2 separate regions of the Mus musculus genome follow, and region 2 is linked to region 1. A link is a contact called in public HiChIP or PLAC-seq data. All regions are on one chromosome and are shown on one strand. Each heading gives the region's core, a stretch centred on a gene start, on an enhancer-like site or on the middle of the called end of the contact. The rest is flanking DNA. Distances are from core to core; before and after follow the strand shown. Region 1 overlaps Gm45968 (a long non-coding RNA gene). Region 2 has its middle 43 kb from the start of Nfkbiz.

The links. HiChIP or PLAC-seq counts read pairs in DNA pulled down with a chosen protein or histone mark.
Region 2: a contact with region 1 is called in an H3K27ac HiChIP or PLAC-seq map of embryonic fibroblasts, with 10 read pairs. The contact joins two enhancer-like sites. A contact is called at or near these places in 17 of 39 promoter capture datasets (the 3T3-L1 cell line, 3T3-L1-derived adipocytes, the C10 cell line and 10 more), 3 of 484 Hi-C or Micro-C datasets (bone marrow-derived macrophages, embryonic fibroblasts and liver) and 4 of 115 datasets of contacts at active chromatin or transcription factors (CD8 T cells, effector CD8 T cells, embryonic fibroblasts and 1 more).

Annotation. Positions count from the first base shown.
Region 1 is chr16:55,529,335-55,536,984 of GRCm38.p6, forward strand. The region is part of intron 1 of Gm45968 (a long non-coding RNA gene); the gene reads right to left. Among named protein-coding and RNA genes, the nearest start is that of Mir5118, 38 kb to the left of the region's middle. Within about 2 kb of position 3,572, at least 46 of the 459 cell types and tissues checked have an H3K27ac peak or open chromatin away from gene starts, as enhancers often do. A contact at or near this core is called in embryonic fibroblasts and pancreatic cancer cells, where this site is marked.
Region 2 is chr16:55,775,062-55,782,711 of GRCm38.p6, forward strand. It overlaps the pseudogene Gm26369. Among named protein-coding and RNA genes, the nearest start is that of Nfkbiz, 43 kb to the right of the region's middle. Within about 2 kb of position 3,065, at least 18 of the 459 cell types and tissues checked have an H3K27ac peak or open chromatin away from gene starts, as enhancers often do. A contact at or near this core is called in embryonic fibroblasts and pancreatic cancer cells, where this site is marked.

The DNA of each region.
Region 1 (7,650 bases), core at 2,322-4,821:
GGTCAGAGGATAACTCACTGCCTGCTCCATCAGAGATGCCTTACCTGGCATCTGAACACTGTCACCAGGGACATCAAGTATCAGTTAGTGAGTTTTAGATAGGAAACATTCAAATAGCATCCTTGACCTTATTACAAGTCTTGATTCCATCCACTAGTTAAAATAAGAGAACCAGACATATGGATGATGATGATGGTAGTGCTGGTGGTGGTGATGGTGATGATAATAATGATGATTCCTCTTTTGGTTTTTGGAGACAGGGCTTCTTCGTGTGTCTGGAACTCACTCCATAGACCAGGCTAGCCTAGAATTCACGGAGATCTGCCTGTCTCTGCCTCCAGCTCACAAGCTGGAATTAAAGGCATTTGCTGCTTCCACCACCACCTGGTTTAGGATTATTCCTATAACGGACTTCTCTGAGATGTTGTGGTCCTGAGAAAATTGTTCATATAAGCTGTCCCAGCATGAAAGACCAGAGGAGGAATTTACATATATATGCATACACCATATGTACAAGTAAAGAAGAAAATTTCCAGAGAGTAAAATGGTTGTGGTAAATAAAAATATAGCTATGCAAAGAATGTCTGTGTATAAGAATATAGCACTTAATATATATTTTTAATGTTTTATTTGTATTCTTTTTTTCGTGTATGCATGTGTGTGTGCCTGCATGCCTGCAAAAGTCAGAGATTACAGGAATGCGTTTTCTCACCGAGTGAATCCCCAGGATTGACCTCAGTCATCAGGCACCATTAATAGCTGAGGTATATTTTTCTGAGCCCCAGAAAAAGTTGGGGGAAAGTAAGTTGGAACGGCTTTGACAATAAATATTTGCCTAACTAGTATCAGCATTGCGGCAAAATTTGAAGTGAGGCAAGTTTGCTACTTAACATTCCTACCAATCATTTTGCTTTTAGGATCGCTGGATCCACTATCATTTAATTTTACTATGCTTTATTGGAGTGCCATAGGCCAGTTGTCTGGTTGTATTTGGATGGTGTCAGATTGCAAGGGTACCTATGTTACAGTACACTGTGTTATAGTATGCTACAGTATGTGATGGTATACTATGCTTGATTGAATTGTCAGAGGCCAGTTGCCTACTTGTATATTGGATGCTATCAGATTGTTAAATATACAGATAAAAGAGTAATGTTCTCGTTTCAGCATAAAATTTCTAGTATGTGCAGCACAGCAGAAGTTCTACTTGTACTTTCTTAAACAGTTAAGTGAGAAAACATAGCTGTCAATATTTAAAAAAAAAAAAGGATAAGCTCAGTCCGTAAAGTGCTTGGTACAGGGACCTGAGTTTAATCCCAGAACCCATTTAAAAGTTATTCAAGGCAGCAGAAACGGGAAAGCAGAGACAAGTGGGTACCTGGAACTGGCTAGCCAGAAAAGCCAACCCAGTCAGTGGACCCATACCAATGAGAACCCTAGCCCTATCACAGGAACACAGTGCCTCTCATGAGGAATGGCATTGGAGGATGGCCTATGGTCTCCACAACCATGTACACATACATACACACACAGTTATACACACAAACATATACATGCACACATACAGGTCAAAATATGCTGAAGGATGCAATTTAACAACACTTTTTGAATGATGAGTATGCAAAGCTTATCCACATTAAGAAGCCTACAGTTCTTTTATTGTCTGATCTTTGAAACTTCTGGTGCCACCTACTGCTTCTCCTACTCAGTTTTCTCTGTGGGTTTGTTCTCTGCAGAAAAATTCACTGAATTTCCCCCAGCCTTCAGAAGTAACTGCAGAACAAAGCTTCCTAGAATGTTATTATTGGTAATATAGTTGCTCTGAACCTTGGAGGACATGAGGACATGGAAAGAGAAACTCTGAAAGGAAGTAGGGCCTGTGTGTGTGTGTGTGTGTGTGTGTGTGTGTGTGTGTGTGTGTTGTGTGTGTGTGTGTGTGTGTGTGTGTGTGTGTGTGTGTGTGTGTGTGTATAAAACACCTTTTCTTGAGGATCAGTGCACAAAAGCTGCCTCTTTCCCAGCTAAGCAGAACTTCTGAGACCACGAGTTAGGATAAGAACACCAAATTCTTTCACTAAGGAAGATCTTGGTACAACCTCAGAGTTTCTTTTTCCAGTCATAGAAGTTGGTCATGTGAAAAACAATTGCATGGAATGTGATCTCCACAACAGAAAACTAGACATTTCTCTAGCTTACAGCCTTGTAATGAATTCCTCTAGCTGACAATAGGATTTTAACTTAGCACACTGTGCTTCAGCTCTGGCCCCTGCCTTTCTCTCCAACTCTATCTCCCAGAACTATCAGAAAGCTCTCCACTGGCCAGCAGTCTGCAGTACTTTTCGGTGTCTAAATATAAACACACCCACCTAAAGAGCCCTTCCTACACCTCACCTGCATGGATGGGTTTTCTTCTTTGAGGACACAACTCTAGCGCAGTATTGTCTCCTAGACTTCAGACCTTCCCCTGCCTTCTTTATGCTTCTAGGGCAATGCAAACCCAGAATTTACAATGTGATGACATAGTCTATATTCCTTCATTGATTTCTTGCTATTTGTCTTCCTAATTCCCCTGTGAGAAAGGTCTAACACCCTAAAGATAAGCCAGTAAAGTCAGTTAATAGTAATCAACCAGAAAATTCAGTCAAGAGAACAAAGAGACAGAGGCTTGAAGAATTAAAGAGCCAGAAATGAGGAAAAGGGTGGGGTCTGGGAGAGGCAGACAGGGGAAGAGACCCATCAGATTATTCTCTTTCCACCAGCTTCTTGTTTCAACGTGTGAGCCCCCGTCATGCACAGATGCTCTGTGCCCTGTCACAACAGAGAGACGAGCTTCAAAACCAGCTCTGCAGCTTCTCCTATGTGATCCAGCATAAATTACTAACCCTTCCTAAGCTCTGGTTCCCTTACCTCTACAATGAAGACAATTGTGTTTATTTCTGTCAGACAATAGTTACGAGGATTATGTCATGTAATTACCATCTACCTGATACATTGCCCAGCACTAAATCAACACATGGAGCGCTGTCAGCTGAAACTGCATTTCTAGGTCATGTTGAGAATGACAGAAGACACTTTTGCCCAAAACTGTAAGACATGCTCTAGTTTTGGATGCTGAACAACTCTTTTTCTGTAGGTCAATGCTAAATGCAGAACAACAAACTCTAAGCAATAACGCTGTCAACTATTTTAATCTGATCTATAGTCATTAAATGGCATCTGTTACAAGCCTTGTTTCAGAATCAATACAAATTTTAATATGTTATCAACATAGCTTAAAATTTGAAAAATTAAGAAAACAAGCAAAACATTACATGAGAATAATGAATAAGCCGTTCAAAGAGGAAGACCTAGTCTCACACAAAAACCTTTACTGAATAGAATTTGACCTTCCGAACCTTTCTGAGGTAGTTGAGAAATTCCCAACCACATGGAGGTAAAATAATGGATTAATTATTACATCTCTTTGCACTGGATGTCTTGAACAGTCATCAGCTTTCTTGCTTGGTCACTCATTAACAATCATTGTCTTGACATCCAAAGTATGTTGGATGACTAATAGTTCCCAGCAGCAGCAACTGATAGGAGTTACCGGAATCTCTGTTTACTGGGTTATTATATAGCTACACCTAGCTGCACAGCATGGCTAGTCACGACATTATGTGGTGTTTGGCCTAAAGAGAGTGCCATGTTCTCCTGGCTGTCACCACTCACCTGCAGTGCTTTGACCTCCCTTCTCACCTGCCTTTGCTTACACCCTCTTCTACCACGGACCACTTTCCTCTCCTATTATTCAAAGTTTACAAGTCATTTAAAGTCCAAGCTAAATGCCCCTTTGACCAATATCATCCCGATAGAGAGGTAATTTGCTATTGAGACCTACTGTACTTTATTGCAATTTCCCTATCATACATTTTGCCTTATGCCCTGTGCTCTTGTTATTAATATACTTGGCACACAATGAGCACTAAATAAGAGTCCACTAAATGCAGAAACTGGTGGCCCACTACAGCTGATGCTACTATAGATATTTGAAAATATACACAACCATGCCAGTCTCATGAACAGAAAACTCCTTGCTTCCCAGGAGGGAGCTCTGCTTTATACCGGGCAACTGGGCTCACTCTTTTTCTCTAGTTCCCCAAGGGCGGAGGAGGAATGTGGCTCTAATCAGAAGGAACTCTAAAATTTTGAGTTAATATCTCTTACCAGAAAAATAACTTAGCATGACTCTCACTTATTGATCTCATTTCCCTATGGCAACTGGATTCAAGTTTGAAAAATGAGAGAACATTGGAAATGAAGGTATAAGTGATGCTTTGAAATGAAGAAGGAATAGTTCACTGTCCCCCTTGTAAATCCACTAATGAGAGACCAGTGTCTTAACTGGGTTAAAATGAATCGGGTGGGTCAGAGTCCAAACCAGGACGCTAATGGAGGATATTCAATATCAGAGAGCATGAAGGAATATTTTCAATTTTCATCAGGCTGAGTAATGGCATAGTTATGAAATAAAAAAAAAACTTTTTTGACTAGAGGTGTGTGTTCCAAAATGATAAAATTCCTGGTATTAGCTTTGAAACACTCAAGAGAAAAAGAAGTAATAAAGAGAGATAGCAAGAGTGGTAAAATATTAACTCTCTTAACGTGAAGTTCTTTATATCATTTGCCATTTTTTTCCTTTGAGCCCTACAATATGTACACACACACACACACACACACACATGCGCACGCGCTCATTTCTAAAATATAGCCTTTAAGGTAACAGATGTCCTAATTTCTAAAAAGAATTTTTATCTCCAGGAGTATTCAGTGATAAAGAGGGGATGGATTTTGTTGTTTACTTTACAGTCTGAACTATCAGGTTTTATTCAGGGAACTCCAAAGCAGTGCTGTGATATGTGTTCCATGAAATAAATCAGAAAGCTATGTATACAGCATGACTTGGAGAGAATATCTATGATTTTTAACCTCAACATCTTTCTAATGGTCAAGACTTTAACTTGTCCAATTCTTGGGTGTTTATTTGTAGAGAGGATAGAGGGGAAAGTGTGTCAGATGGAGGCTACAGTGTATTAAAATTCCTAGCAGCCTGTCTGTGCATAATCTGGGGAGCACTTAGTTATTCTTCATTTCTGCCTGTATTTTTATTGAACTATGAAACATTAAACAAATAAAATGCCTGCCCTCAATGGGAGAGGAAGCACCTCACCTCGAAAAGAATTGAAAGGCCAGGTTGGGAGGATACCCAGAGGGGTTCCCACTTGCTCAGAGGAGAAGGGGAGGTGAATATGATGGAAGGATTGTGGGATGGGGTGATCAGGAAGGGGACAGTGAGTGGGATGTAAAGTGAATATGTAAAAAACTAAAAGTAAATTAAATTAAAAATAAATAGTCTACAGATTTAATTATTCCTTTCCCTTCCTCTACCCTTTCTTCTAATATTAGGCAACAAACAAACAACAACAAAACCATAAAAGCAAAAAAACCTCACCAAGACTTACAATACTCTTAGTTGTCTTTTGTAATTACCACCATTTGAATCCTCAGACATAAGAGGATCTTGTTTCCTTTCATTCCTACTTTTTCCCCATTGAGATGAGTATGATCTTCTAGAAGAAACTATATATATTTCATACCAACTTCACTGAAAATTAGACATAGCAAAAGATAGCAGAAGAAACATAGCATTAACTTAATTAACTGTCCAAATACAACTGAATGACACCACATTTCAAGGAGGAAGATAAGTGGTAAGGTTAAGTTTTAACACAAGTCTCAGTAAGCCCCTTCATCCACTGCTACTAAAATAGGAATAATTTTATAGTGTTTGGGGACCCTAACGGCATATAAACAGATCCAGTCTTTGAGAAATCACCTACGTTAGCATTTCCAGCATGTTGATTGAACTAAAACACTCGTGATGTACACTCTTTTCAAAACATTTTCAGTTCATACATATTTATAACATGTTTATGATCAGCACGATAATCCAATACACTTACAGTGCAATGGCCTAATCAGAGTAATAAAGATTTTCACTTCTTCAAATGTGTCATTTCTACCCATTGGGACTTTTCTGCTTGCTTTGAAATGTGCCATATATGGTTGACAGGAGTCAGTCTCCCTCACTGCTGACCACTAGAGTAAGTTGCTCCAATCTGACTCGGGAGTGTTACCTTGTAGAGACACATTACTATGAAAATATCATTTATATCTCCAGAGACTGAAACCTTTTCTGAATCTCACAGCTGAGTTAATAATACACCCTAAGACAGCCTATTCTTTTAAAACCTGTCTTAAAGAGAACCATATAACAACCAACCTTTCTTGTCTTGGATTTCCCATGTAATCAGCTTTTACAACCCAACCAATGCATGGCTTTGGTCTTACTCTTCTGTGTTGCTGACTAAGAGTTGTTTTGTTTTGTTTTTGTATGTGTGTGAAAATATTCATGGAAGATATTTGTTATATAAGGATGCTTTTGACTTGCCTGTTTCCAGCTAATTATTATCTTAACACACACACACACACACACATACACACACACACACGACATGAACATATTGGAAGGCATTTGTGAACCATGTTCTTCATTGGTGTGAATATGTCTAACATTGTCTGCCAGCAAGCCAAGGATGAATCTGACCTTTTGTTCAAAGAAAAACTAGAAAACTTTTCAGACTGTAGATTGCGACTACTTCCTTCCTGTTCTGAAGTTAGCAAGCCTAGGAACCTAGAAACTGACCGAGGAGGTGGCCTCCTTGCTTACATTAATAAGCATTCATCAATGTATCAGAGCAGAAGCAGGCTTTCTAAAAGGCAAAGAGGCTCTGATGTTCTGCAAAACTAAGGGAAAAATGAGTAGATAAAAAGTTTATACTTTTACATTCTTTTTATTGGCCATTGCTATCTATTCAAAGACAACTTAGCACCTTTATCATTTGAGCAATAATGATTATAGCTACTAAGTGGTACTTGATACTGTAAACATAATCAGTTTACTTTCTTATAGTGATCACACTCAGTTTTGATGATCACAGTAACAGCAGCAACAATAAAAACTGAGACATACAAGAACTGGCCTGTGCACCAGATGACACATTTGTTCAGGTGTTTGCTTAATCTAACCTACCTTACTCTGTTTGTCTGCCTGCTGGATTGATTGAAAAGGGAATTTAAACATGTTAGTCTAAATTGTGTATAATCTTGAAATAGTCCATAGAAAGCTCATTACTTGTTTATAGTCTTAAAAAGGTGAATGCAAATTTTCTACCTCAAAGAATGCAGATGCATTCGTTCCTTAGCCAGCAACCCCTGAGATGTAATTTGTAGCAGGAACAGTAAGACGAACAATGCAAAAGCGTAATTTGGAAACTTAAGCATACTTGAGTATCAGTATTTTGAGGATCACTGTGGGCTTATATTTGCTAAATGTGGACATTTGTTGTTGCACGCTTGCCATTCTTCCCCAGTTCCACACTGTGTGTTTGTGTTTCCCTTAGCAATGGGTTCCACCTGACCAATGACAGACTAGGTGGGGCAGAAATGGTTTTGTTCTTCTTTTCTTTGATAGATCTAAGCTCACCTATTTAGGGATAGACTTCACACAATGGACTTCTGAATACATTGTCAAGAAAGCATGAAACAGGA
Region 2 (7,650 bases), core at 1,815-4,314, 250 kb after region 1:
ATGACTGGGTCTCACAAGCAAGAAGAAGACAGCCCTGAGAGATACAAAGCAATCTCAACCCTGCAGTTAGTTGGTCTCTTGACAACCTTATGCTACAAGGAATGATCTTAATATTTCTTAGGGGCTTATGCAACATGGTCTATATTAAACACGTGGGGTGTATTATCTTATTTATACAGCCTATGTTCCCTAGGTCATAGATGAGAATAAGCTTACTTGCCTATTGATGTGCAGCAAGTGAGAACCAAGGCCAAATGACAATCCAGGCCAAATGCGTCTCAGTTGTGTTCCTGGGAATGCATTTCTAAAATAAAAGGATAATCAAAATTCTATTCTCATCATCATTCCATATGCTACCTGGTTTGTTTGTTTGTTTGTTTGTTTTTTTAATATTCTTTTTTCCTAATTTTTACATTTGTGTTGCCCTTAAGGTTGTAAATTCCTTCTTGGCAAGGTCCACGGTTTGTTTGTTTTTCTTGAAAACAACACAACTTTGGAATAAAGAGTGAAAAGTCAGGGAGGGAATGGAAGGAGGATGAAAGGGAAAAGAAGCAAGTTTATTCTAGGTCAGTGGGATTGTGGGTAAGTTTTTTTTCTTCTAAGTTTTCCATAAGCCACCCATTGAAAAATAATATATCTTTTAATTACTTAACCTTCCTTGTTTTGGACAGCATCTGTTGATGTATATAAAACACCGCACCATCTGGCAAGTATCCAGGAATGACAGAAACCATAGAAGTAAAAAAACAAATAATGTACGGGCATTTACCCAAGTCAAAAGTTGTATGTATTGGAAGCCTAACTAGCTAGTTGCAATCACCCCAGCAGGGCAAAAAGAGAAATGCCAGCTGTAGCCCATGTCGGCAACCTCACAGTTGATTCCCTGAATTCAGATGATCCAGGTTCACAACCCCACAGACCGTTTCCTGAGTTAACAGATTAAAACCTGGGGGCGTTCCATGAAAAAGAGGGTGGGCTCTGTCGTAAAGCATGAGAAAGAGGGTGGGCTCTGTCGTAAAGCATGAGAAAGAGGGTGGCCTCTGTCGTAAAGCACGACTCGTTGGACTCCCAGATGCATGGAGCCATGAGTGATACCCAAGATGACTTTTTTTTTTCCACAGCTGGTGGTCCTGAAAGTTTACCTATGATTTTTAAGGGATAGACAGATAAATTGACTGAGGTCAGCACCGGAAAGAACCCTTTACTTTCAAGGAAAAACAAACACTTGGAAGCTAAAAAGACAGGCATTTTAATAGGGACTGGTCTGTTGCTGGGAAGACTTTGAGGTTCTGGTGTTCTTGTTATTGTGCCTTATGATGTCATCAGCTCACAACGGATGATACAATGGTGTATTATTTGGGTTGCATTCATCGCCCAACGCTGCAAAGAACAGGTGGTTGAGAAAATGCCGGAATTTCCTCTTGCACATGAGTCAAACAGGAAAGCACTCTGTCTTCGAGTTCCACTGAGGAAGTGCTGGACGCGCCATGGGAGATCCCCAGACGTCCCTGGCTGAGCAATCCTGAACCCAGATGAGCCTGGTTGCTCAGCTCCAGGAACCCTGTCACAAAGCAGAATGACAGGTGACAAACACAGAGGAAATGGGGAGGGAGCAGATGGCTTTGAGACGAAACCCTGTACACAGTAGCGAGACTTTCTACGGTACCTCTGGAAGGTAGCATACAGATAAAACGTGGCAAGCTTGTTCTTGGCTCCTTTGGAAATACAGACTTGGGGGCAGAATCCTAGCAAGATAGCTCAAGGATGATGTGCGCATTGTGAGGAATGGCTGATTGGGTTGTATCATACGTCTGACCTGTACAAGCTGTGTGACCTGTATACTGCTTACTCAACCTCTCTGAGTCTCAACTTCCTTATTTATGAAATAAATCATTGTACCTAACACAGAAATGCTATAAAAATTAATGAAGCAATGTTTATAAAGTGCCATATGTGTGTGTGTGTGTGTGTATGCACTTTCTGTATATTACATTATGTGGGTATGATTGGGGTATATAGTAGACCTCTTGACAAGGAAAATATGAAAAGCAGTTTGTTTTTAGAATTATTACATGTAATTAAAGTATGAAAAAATATTTTCTATGACAAGACCCCAGTAATGACTCAAAATAGCAGTGCACCATGACAAGGTCATCTTGTGTTCTGGGCTATTGGCTTTTCAAACTCACTGGGGAATCAGGTTAAGTAAAATAATATTTTACTTACACAAGTTTCCATATGTCAAAGAAAGACTGCACCAGGTAGAGTTAAACAAACACATGATCAAAGATTGCTGCCAGCCGGGCGTGGTGGCACACGCCTTTAATCCCAGCACTAGGGAGGCAGAGGCAGGTGGATCTCTGAGTTCGAGGCCAGCCTGGTCTACAAGGTGAGTTCCAGGACAGCCAGGGCTATACAGAGAAACCCTGTCTCAAAAAACCAAAAAAAAAAAAAAGATTGCTGCCTTCAGTTAACACAGGAACCCACAACAGGCCAAAGGATGGAAAGTCAGTATATGTGAAGTGCCCTGCCAATAATAAGACGTCTTCATCACGCCCCTCACTCAAGGGCCAGAGACCATCAAGGAAGCAGGAACAGAAAGACTGCCAGAGACAAAGGTCAGGAAGGCGGCACTGAAACTGTGGTCTTCTGGATGTGGCAGGACCACTGTACTCATGAACTATGAGCAGCTATGGCTGCCTGCACAACATCCAGACAGCAGCAAGGAGAGGAGAGGGACTCAGCAATCCCCACCCCAGGGAGGAGCTATTGGTAGTTGATGGATTCACCCCAGGGAGGAGCTATTGGTAGTTGATGGATTCTGGACCAGGAACAGGAGGGCTTTTCTTTTTAAGGGCATGGACCTTAAAGGACAAGGGTAGGTCAACCATGAAATGACCTCACACCCATAAGTATGTGAGCAACACAAACTTGACTTGATGAGTCGTGTGTGTGTGTGTGTGTGTGTGTGTGTGTGTGTGTGTTAAAGGGAGGGGGTAGGCACAGAGTTGGGAGGGGGGAGAGGCATGGAGTCAGGAGGGAGTGGATTGGGAGGAGTTAGAGAAAGGCGTGGAATGAATATAACCAAAAGTATGCATTGGTGAAATTCTTAAAGAATTATTAAGAATATTATGTGGGAGGGAGAGACAACTAAAGGAGTCAAGTCTAAGTGAAAAGAGTGAATTCAATTCCCTTAAAACAAAAGGGAAGGGAAAGGAGGGTGTGTGTGTGTGTGTGTGTGTGTGTATGTGTGTGTGTGTGTGTGTTTAAATATATTAGTTCTTTTACTTTTAAGATTATAATATAATTACATAATTTCCTCTTCACTTTCTTCCCTCCAGACCCTCCCATACCTCATTGCTCGATTTTCAAATTCATGAGCTCCTTTTTCATTAATTATTGCTACATGTATGTATCTGTATACACATACTCCTAAATATAGCCTGCTCCGTCTATATAATGTTACCTAAGTGTATGTTATCACGGCTGACCATTCAGCATTGGATAACGCATTGGTGTACTCTTCCCTGTGTAGGATCATTTCTCCCACTCTCAGCATCCTTAGTTATTTACAGTTCTTTGTGTGGGGTTGAGGCCTCATGGGCTTTCCCCATCCATGTCAGCACATCTATTGTAGTCCTTGTTCTGCTCATATTTAGGCAATAATGATGCAAGTTTCTAATGTTACTAGAAGACACAACCTCACAGCAAACTCCCTGGTCCTTGGGCTTTTACAATCTTCACACACACACACACACACACTCACACCACTTCCAAAATGTTCCTTGAGATTCGGGAATTGTTTTGTAGATGTGTCCATTGGGAATAGGCTCCACATCTCTGCATTCTGACTGACTGTGGTTTTCGGAAATGGCCTCCATCTGATACAAAGAGAGGTTTCCTTGATGAAGGATAAGCACTATACTTAACTATGAGTATAAGAACAAATACTTAGAAAGTAGGGATTACGCTGATTTAGCGAAAACAGTATGAAACACTTCAAGAATTCACATGCCATCCTTGCACAGGGATCATGCTAATCTTCTCTAGGTCATCTCAGTTAGTCATACCTAGTATGCAGGCTGCTGAAGCAAGCACGGTAAAGGAGTTTTTTAATACAAAGGGTGAGCTAATGGACATATATGAAGGACATTGGAGAGAGAGCTTTGTCAAAGTCAAATGGCCGTCTGTTTACCAGTTGATGCTCTCTGAAATTGGGCTCCTCACACAGGTACCAAGAGAGAGGCCTCGTGTTTTTGTTTGTTTGTTTGCTTTTTGATGGTCACACTTCAAATGGAAGTCCCTCAGCCCACACAGAAAGGCATTTGTGGCTTACAAAAATTACATTTTATAAGATACATGTCTTAAGGAGAAATTCTCTGAAGTAAGCATGCTAAGAAGCCGAGGTCAGGAGCCAGGAGTCAAAAAAGAAGCCTGCCTAAATTTTAGATGCACTAAAAGGAACTTTAGGACCACTCTAGAGCGGAGTCCTGCTTGTGAAATACGTGAGTCAGCTCTTCATTGCCATAACGAAATACCTAAGGCAATCAACTTTAAAGGGGAAAGGTTTATCTTGACTTATGGTTCCAGACGTTTAAATCTTGGATGGTTTAACTCTGTTCCTTTGGGTCTATGGTGGCACCGTATGTGAGGGCAGGGTCATATGGTACAGGAAGCCTGTTCACTTAATGGTAGTCAGAAAAAGACAGGAAGGGGCCTGAATCCCAACATCACCTGAACAGCATGTGCTATATAGTGTTAATTATCAGCTTGACAGAACCTAGAATTACCTAGGAGTCAGGTTCCTGGGTGGTGTGCCTTTGAGGAATTTTCATATATATATGCACACACACACACATTGTAATTGCAGCTGGGACCATTCCTGGGCAGGTAGGCGGTCCTAGGTGGTATAAAAATGGAGAATGTGAGCTGAGTACCAGCAAGCATGCACTCTGTGCTCTATGTTTCTTTGTGGGCCTAAGTGGCCAGCTGCTCTCATCTCCTGCCACCCTAGCTCCCCTGCCATGGTGCTCTCTGAAATGTGAACTAGAGCCAACCCTTTCTCCCTGTCAGGATGTTTTGTCACAAGAAAAGAAGCTAAGACATCAGGCAACCTCCACTCAAAGGCTCCAGCACCTCCCAGCCACACCACGTGTTGGAGGCCACACTTTTTACATGTGGACTTTGGGGGACATTTAGGCTTTAAACTATGGTAGTGCATTCTGTACTAATGGACCAGGGAAGGGGCACACCCGTCTATAGCAAACATCTGCTATACCAGGTACCACCTGGCAAAACAAGCTTATTTTAAGATTATAAAAATTATAAGCTTGAAAATAATATTAAACCAAAAGCAAGAAAATCGAGACAGGTTTTTCTTCCCACTTACTTCTTTGCCTCAGCTGGATTCTGGAAGTTTCAAGAATATTCAGGGCAGAGAAAAGGACTCTGCTGCTCAATATGCCCTTCAAGAGTCTTTTCGGTTTTTCTGAATCAAAGCTCTTTCACGAGGGGCAGTTTCTCCTTCTCCAGATACCAACCTCAGGTGTTTCTACATTCCAATCCCCACAAATAATGAATGCATCGATGCACCTAAGGCACAGTTAAATGGGTTAGAGCAGGTCGGGCCGCACATTAGCGTGTGTATAACAGATGTGTACATGCTAGCTATTACTTTGGGGGGAGGGGATCACAACCCTAACTGTAGGTGTACTTTGGCAATGGCAGAGTAGAGAAGACCTTAGTTACAGCTACTTCATCAGCTGCTACAGAAGAGCCCAGTATGTTTCTATATGGGAAGATGTAATCACTGTCTTCCTTATAAAGACAAAATTAAAATAAATAACTTTTTTTTCCTAGAGACAGACGTCCCCAAGAATCCTGGTCTCTCTCTACTCTATCAAGCCCTCTGTAGATACACATAAGATCTGAATATGGAAAAATCCCCGGCTCCACCACTAATCCTCTTCAGATGTTTCTTTTTGTCTTGTCGGCAACACATCAGTTAAAAAAAAAAAAAAAAAGACAAGAGAAAGTTTTGTGACATTCAAAGGATGGTCTTTTTTTTAACTCTTGTCAGCATCCTTGACAAGGGCAAGCTTTTAACTTCACGATGCTCAGATACAGTAGCCACGATTGTACTTCCTAGGGAAAAAAAAAAAAAACACTGTATAAAATTCACTCTAAAGCTGTTGATGTAAAGTACACCCATGCTGATCTGACCCAGCAGGGTCTTGGGTGAAAGCTCTTAAAGGAGAAGAATGCTTTTAAAGATGAGTTTGGTTTTTATGCCTAACCTAAATCTTTCACTTCCTCTCACAAGAGAAAAGCAGATGTTCAGTGCAGGGTAGGGGATGGAATGGGGGAAACAAGGGAAGCAAAATAAGTTGTGGTCCAACTTACTCTTTAAAACATTAGCCATGTGCTCATTCTCTCTTCCAGCAACCCCAGGGAGTGGGCAGGTCTAGTGGGATGGGGGGGGGGGGCGGGGTAGGGACATCCTCTTGGAGATAGAGGCAGGAGGAATGAGATGAGGAACAGTCAGGGTGGACCTGAGGGGGATAACAACTGGACTGTAAAAAATTAAAATTTAATAACATTAATAATAATAATAAACAAACCAAACACCACAAACAAAGCATGCCTGCTTTTCCAAAGGAGCTATACTGTAAATGCACATCTGCTTGAAGGGTTGCCACCTCAGGGGTTGTGTGAGGGTCCTGGTTCTTTATGTCCTTGCTAAAACTTGCCATTATCTGTCCTTGGGGTTGTATTCCTTCCGTGGGTCTCCTTTTCCCTTTGTTTGAATTTCTGTAGTTACAAGTGTGGATAAGCATCTTCTTGAATTGGCTGACCCTTTACATAGCTCCCTTGACCTCTGTTGTAAGAGCCCCTTACGTAATGGAACTCTTACAACAGAGGTCAAAAAGACCCAATCTGTATAGTATGCAACCCCTGAGGTGACACCCCTCATGCACACCACCCCACTGACTCCACTGGGCAATGACATGTGGAACTCGGCCTTCTCTCCTATGTGTCACCACCCCTACATATCCAGTTCTCTCCACAGCACGGGGACAGCTCCGTTGTTCTGTCTGCCTGCCACTCCATCAGATATTTTTGTTCATCTTAGTAGTGCCTGATGCCTATGCTACAGGTCTTGTTTTTAATTGAACACAAATTAACAATAAGGTTCCTCAATCCTACTTTGACCTACTCAACAGAAATGGGGAGCTGGGAATCTAGTTTGTTTAAGGACCTGAGAACCTGTGTTCAATCCCAATGCTTCACTTAGATTTGGTCCTCCGTTGGGGTGGGGGTTGGGGGAAGCAAATTTAAAAAAAAAAAAAACAGCACACGGTCATCCTCAGCTATATAGCAAGTTCAAAACCAGTCTGGGCTGCATGATCCTGTATCAAAAAGACAGAAAGAAGACTCACCAAATGGCCCAGTAACTAAATAAAGAAAACACACACACACAAAATGTCCCTTGTGTGTAGTGGCCTGCCTATATTTCAGTCTCAAAAGGCATAAATCAGAGGTCCTCAGAGCAAGCTAGCTCCAACCAGCTGGTGAGAGTCGACATTCAGGAAGCATAGGCAGGGATCTCTGAGTTCAAGGCCAGCCTGGTACACAGAACACTCTGGGGCA